Regions from separate parts of the Cricetulus griseus genome. Here region 1 is linked to region 2. The links are chromatin contacts, called in public Hi-C maps. All regions are on one chromosome and are shown on one strand. Each heading gives the region's core, a stretch centred on a gene start, on an enhancer-like site or on the middle of the called end of the contact. The rest is flanking DNA. Distances are from core to core; before and after follow the strand shown.

Region 1 (3,273 bases), core at 263-2,762, 120 kb after region 2:
GGTATCATCCTGCTTCTTGCTTATAATCTGTTACCCATTCCCCTGACCCATACTTTCTTCCTTTCATATAAGAACCACTAATGCAGGGAGAAATAAAAATGAAAATTGAATTTTCACTACCTAAGATTCTGGGTAAATTTTAGTTTAATAAGAAAAAAAATGTATGAAATAAAATAATTAAATTATTTAAATTTAATTTAACCCCATCACTCATTACTATGATGAACATGGAAGAATTATCTATAGTGCTAAGCAAAAATATTCTCCACAAAAACCTTAGCTTAACTTGAAAAAATTATCTGGAGCTCAAAGAGAAAGAATATGTCATAATCCCAAGTGTAACCAAATTTTGTATAGGAAGGAAGGTTGAATACTGTAGGCTGGCAGTGACGGGAAGGAGACTGCCCTTAGCGCCACATCCCGCCAAACCCCAGTGCTGTGTTTTGTGGTCAGACTCAGGCCAGAGCTACAATTGTTGGTTAGAAAGTGTCTCAGAGTTACGGCTGCCTGTTCCGCTAAATCTCATTTCATCCTACTGATGGATGGATGGACAGATGGCTGCTTGGTGAAAGCAGCATTATCAGCCAGCTTCTATGGAGCCTCTGAATGATGGATAGCCCTCTTTCTACTTTCTCCAAACCACCATCGATCCAAGCCATATTTCAGCGGTCAGAAGCCCAGTAATATTAAGACACACAATCAGGTTAAGTTACTTGCAGTATAAACCTCTAAAACAGAAATCTTAACACCTCTGCTTTGCTGTCATGAACTAGGCTAAAAATGCCACAGTTTGATTCTTTCTAGCTGCTAACACAATGAATTCCAACAGCTCAAAGCCCAAAGGGAACAGCTGGGCTCTATTCCTAGCAGTACTTGAAAAGCTGACTCGCTTGCCAAAATTTTTACTAGCCAGTTCATTTCTGGGAAATGAACTCTGCAGCAGTGGTGAGCAGATCTGTGAATATGTGTATCCAGTGGAGTGTGAAACTATTAGAACCATCAAACCACCTACAGTTTGTCAGTGATGCCATCAATAGCCCCAAACATGTGGAGTTTTGGACCTACCAAGTATACCAACACCAAGAATGCTCATTAAAGCAAGGACAGATTAAAATCCTGTCTTACAAAGAATTCTAAAACGTTGTATGTATCTAGTCTGCTTGTCCAGCCTCTATTCTCTTATTTGCATATCAAATTGTTAAATCCTAATCCTTGCTTGCTCTCACAAGCACATGTCTGTATCCATTTGTTCTGTAGACTTATAACCATCGTACAATTATCTGGCTACTTAAGAGTCCATGCCTGCCTTTGTTCCTTCCACGTTACCCTTGGCTCTCCAGAAACTCAAGAGTCATACAACTGAACTCTGTATCAAAATTAATTCCACTTTTATGGCTAGAAAAAATAGAATGTGACATCATCTTTGTGATATGGAATCCTAGAGCTCACAAATCTTTTTCTGTGTTTATTCATTCCCAAATAATCTCTAAATGACTCACCATCAACCCCCCTGCACCCACTCAGGATGACCTGGCTCCTAGTCTTTCAACTGGTGACTGAACTGGTGCTGCTTTGAACCTATGCTCAGGTCATTTATTTATCTTTTTGTGGGGTAAGCAGATGTCTCACTAGAGTGGCAACTGTCTGTCTTCAGTACTTATGCCTTCAAAATCACCAACAGCTCTTTTTACCAAAACAATGCACTATATTTAAAATATGTTCCTTTGCTATAGTGTTCTATTTAAGAACAGTATTGTCTTTCACAGAAATATTAAGAATATCTACAGAATTATGCACTACTGCAAAAAGATCAAGTAGGTTAAAAATAAGCAACCTAATATTTCAAATAAAGATACCAAAGGTCCAAGGATTTTATTGTTTTGTTTTTGAGAAAAGATCAAGGATTTTGTTTTGTTTTATTTTTGAGACAGGGTCTCCCTATGCAGTAACCCTGGCTGGCCTGGAACTCAATATGTAAATCAGGCTAGTGTCGAACACAGAGATCCACCTGCCTCTGCCTCATGAGTGCTGGGATTAAAGGCATGCGCCACCATGCTCAGCTCAGATCCCATTATGTATGCCCATGGCTACAGAAATATTAAACATCGATAAGAGGCTGGGACCTACTTATAAATGCCATGCTCCCTCTGCTATCTTCCTTGAGACATTTCATTTTCACCATTGGCATTTCAACAGGAGAGAGGCCATGGGGTGAACACTGTGTGTGTTTGAATAAGGGAAGTGACCACAAAGGCCCAAACCTGGTGACATTACTATTGTGCTTCCCATCCAAGATGAGCACTGGTTGTCGGGGAGTCATTAACTATGTTAAGAGAATAAAATCAGATAAAGCCCTGACAATCTCCACACTCTTAATTTGTCCCAGTTTTATCAAGAACATAGAAAACAAGAAACTGAAGAATCAGAAAGCAAGAGGCCCTACAACTCACCCTAAATGGTCAAGGATATGGGTGAAACGTGCCCCTTTCATTTTCATGAATGATACACATTCTGGTCAGAAACAAAGCATTAGATGACTGACTGACTTCCCCCTCTGGTGGCTAGAAAGTGTTACTACTGCACTCCAGAATTTCCAACCTACCTCTCCACACTGCTCTAAATGACCACAGAACACCACTACAAAGAACAAATACGTGAAGGGGAGGTAGGAAAGATAGAAAAACATAGTGGTGAACTCTATTGAAAGAGGCGGAATCAGACACATGATGGCGGACACCAGTATTGATGCTGGGCCAAACCCTCTTCTTGGCATTGGGGAACATGGCAGATGAGTTTCTAGCTTTCACGGAGCTTAGCGTTTGGCTCGTGAGGAAAACTTCTGAGAGACAATAATAATAAGTAGGATTGACTCCATGCCAAAAAGAGGCCTGGTAACTTATAAAGAAGCCAATGGAGACCAATTTCAATTCAGAATGAGATTCCAGCACTTCGTAGTGGTGGGCTGAATGTAAGAGACACCAAATAAGAACCAAGGCCCACCCTCCACCTCCAGTTATGGCAGCTTGGGCATCACCATGGTTAATTAGCAAGTATGTGGTGGAAAAATGGTAGAGAACGAGAAGTGCAATAGGAGATGCCATGGTGGTGAGGAACAGCCCAATCTGAGTAGCCTGGGCTGCCACCTGAACCATGGAGATGTCCCAGCCCATGCTGCTGCTGAGGGTCATGTCTGGGTCCATGGCCCTGCAGCACAAGAGGTCTGGGCCAATGTCCATGACCCAGGTTACCACCAATGGCCATGTAGATACCCCT
Region 2 (3,239 bases), core at 78-2,577:
CCCAATTTGGAAAGACACCCGTTTTGAGAAAGCAGCCAAGTTAGGTCCTAGCTGCAGCAAACACATTTTCTGTCCAAGAGAGCAAAGAGAGGCATCGGCAGCCCCCACAGCACAGCCTGAAGGTCCCCGGAAAAAAGAGGGCATGTTCCTCTGCCTGCCAGGCCACCCGCTCACCACAGAACTGCCTATAGGCTGAAAGGGCTCCATGGACTGTTCCCAGGATGTCAACAAACACTCCCCAGGGGCAGGCAAGAGGGTGCTGAGGGGGGAGACCATTGCCAAACAAATTCAGAAAAGTGAACTCTAAAAGAAGGCTCTGGAAGCAATGCCTCCCAGTTATGCTTGACAACTTCATCAGAGAACTCTTCTTCTACCACAGTGGCATGAGGGCGGCAGGAAGGCGGCACCAGAAGTGCCATGTCCCCATCTCTAGAGTTCCGAGTCTGTCTTACTGCATTCCCCATACCTACACATATCTGGCTCTAAGAAGGTAGCAATAAAAACTTTTGAATGTTACTTAATGCTAAAATTCCTTTCATGGATGTTTGCCCTTGAACTTTGTTCTTGAAACCCTAAAAGTACATTTTAAGGTCCTCAAGGGTCCTTCATGTTCTTGGGACAGTTTCTACCTTTGGCTCAATTAAATGTGACTTAATCTTCCAGCCCAAGGTGTGTCTGGCTTCATTTATTTTTTTTTTTTTGCTTCATTTATGATTGATGGGTTGGGGGTAGGGTACAATAACACAAATGTGGAGGTCAGAGGGTAACTCGGTAGAGCCTGGTTTTTCTCCTACTTTTACATGGGGCAAACAAAGGCAGTCAGGCTTGTAGAACAAGCTCGCCTGTTGAGCTGTGTTGCTGAGTATTCCCAATGAAACTCACACTGATGGGGATGGGGAGCCACCAGTCACACTCAGTCCAAGACCTGACTCTTTCTTGCTGAATGAGTGACCTGGACATATCACAGACTGTCCCTCATCTGGAACCTGAGTTCTGTGACCTGCTAGACTCACATGGAGGATCTCAGGAGAAAGTGTGTTAGACACACAGTAGGGGCTTGCTCAGTATCAATCCCTTTCCTTGTGACACTTCAAAGATGCTGGGCAAATAATGGAGACAAGTCGAACCCAAAGGATTGGAGAATGTGGAAAAGGAAATAGAAACTTTTACCAGCCCATCACTGTAAATGCCAAGGAAGATTCCAGAACATTGGCCCCAGTGACTGGAATTATGTGTCTCTTGCACTGCTGGCCCAGTGTATGAGGTCTCCCCTTGAGGGAAGGTGTTTGCACGGAGTCATAACCACAGCGTGCCTCTTACTCACCCTGAGGTTTCAGCAAATAATTCATAATCCTCATCACCCGAGTCCACTTCCATTCCCCGAGCTCAACTCAGGCTTCAGCCTGAGTCTCTGGCCCACAGGAAGTAGGGGATGCTGGAGAAGTGAGATGAAGGCCTGAATCAGCTCAGATGACCCACTCAGTCACCTGGTAGATGTGGGATTTGGGACAGATTCTTGTTTCTGGGCCTCAGTTTCCTTGTCTATGCAATGGGTGTCTTGATGCCTTCCTCTTGAAAATATCAGAAAGAACAAATGAGCAGAAGAAGGTCACAGAACTTTGTAGACCACACACAACCACTCTGCCATCCAGAGATGGCTAGTGTTGTTCCTGGGCAGAAGCCCAGGAGTGTGTCTGGGCATCTGGTGTGGCACATGGACTCCCCATGGGAAGGGCTCACACTGTGGTCTGTGTGCAGTTACTGTTGCTGCTCCTGCAACTGCACCCAGCCTGGGGCTTGGGAGGGCCCTGCAGGTGACAACAGCTGAGTCCTGGCCCCTATCTGCAGTCTTCAGCCATGGCTTAGAATTCAAGGGACAATACTCCAATCTGTCTTGCTCACATCTGTTGTCCCTTGTATTTAGAAACACAACTCCATTCTGCTCTCAGAAGTGCTTCGGTTTGAAGAGTAGCTCACATGACATGTCCCTCCTATGCATCCCACTCAGAGAGAGACAAACCTGAACAAGAACCAACCAGGGACTCAGGAGCCACACCCAAGCAAGGCATTCTTACACTGTGGGTAGCATGATTCTGTCAAGGAGCATGAGACCTTGGGCTCTGCTTCCAGATTCCCAGGCTCTGGGAGATGATCAGTAAGGGAGGACAGATCCTGAAGCCCGTCGGGATCCTGATTTCTGCCTTGTTGAGGGTTGGCTGGTGGTCTTCTCCCACTGCATAATTTGGAGCAGGCATAAAGTCACCACACACAAGATGGGACCAGGATCACCCCTACAATTTCAGTCAAGGTGTACCCCACCAGCAGGTCCTTTGAAAAAGGGCACAGGCCAATCAACAATGCCTGGGAGATTTAAATCGAACTCTACCAGTAGAAGCCAGGCAAACACTCATAACAATCCCATAGCTCAGGCACTGTGGCCTCAGTTACTCTACATAATAAGGTTTTTCTCTGATTCTGCTCACCCAGTCTTGGTACCCCACAAGGGATAGCTGGATGTGACCTCCTATCTGGAGATTCAGCTTGTTTCTAGCCCAGCCCTACGACCAGGGTATGTTCCGCCTTCTTCTAACCGAAGTGGCCTCCACTGAGCATGCTCTATGTGTGAGCCTGCCAGCAGGTGCTATACATCATTCTGTCCTCACACAGCCCTGTGGGTTGTGTAAAAGCCTCAACTTTCTAATGAAGGATGATGAAACTCAGAGACCACACTGGGAATGAGCGACGGACTGAGAGAGGCAGAGAAAGAAAAGAGGTCAGTTTTCAAGGTCAGTTGCTATTTTGAAATGAAGGTGAGCCAGGAAATTGTCATGGAAGAGCAACTATTTAGGGTTTCCGGTCAATGCTGGCTGACCCTGTGCTCTGACGCCGGTCCTGGTGGAGTGCCTTTGGGCATCTTCATTTTATCACCCAGAAAACAGTGAGTCAGAGATGAGCAGTGATTTCCCCAAAGTTGTACAGCTCAGAAACAGTAAGGTTGGGACGGGAAGTGGAGCCCAGATTCCAAGCACAGGGTTCCTCCATGCACCACATGGCTTTCTAAGAAGCATCTGTGTGTCACACATACACCCAGGGCTCTCGGAGCACATTTCCGGTGAAACCTCCTTTGGGAGACTCCAAAGAACATTTGCTCCTAGATGGGTTCCTCTGGCAAAGTGACAGCGGAGTGTGAGAGACAGTCCTGCCAATCCTGAGTCCTTGAGGGTGGCATCGTTGGCCTC

The links. Hi-C and Micro-C count contacts between places; a contact is called where the count stands out from the background.
Region 1: a Hi-C map of the CHO-K1 cell line shows a contact between it and region 2, with 4 times the contacts expected there. The contact joins two enhancer-like sites. A contact is called at or near these places in 2 of 8 Hi-C or Micro-C datasets (both in the CHO-K1 cell line).

Annotation. Positions count from the first base shown.
Region 1 is chr3:19,020,164-19,023,436 of CriGri-PICRH-1.0, forward strand. All of the region lies in intron 2 of R3hcc1l (coiled-coil domain-containing protein R3HCC1L), which reads right to left. Among named protein-coding and RNA genes, the nearest start is that of R3hcc1l, 25 kb to the right of the region's middle. Within about 2 kb of position 1,513, at least 1 of the 6 cell types and tissues checked has open chromatin away from gene starts, as enhancers often do. A contact at or near this core is called in the CHO-K1 cell line, where this site is marked.
Region 2 is chr3:18,901,639-18,904,877 of CriGri-PICRH-1.0, forward strand. No RefSeq gene overlaps it. Among named protein-coding and RNA genes, the nearest start is that of Loxl4, 42 kb to the right of the region's middle. Within about 2 kb of position 1,328, at least 2 of the 6 cell types and tissues checked have open chromatin away from gene starts, as enhancers often do. A contact at or near this core is called in the CHO-K1 cell line, where this site is marked.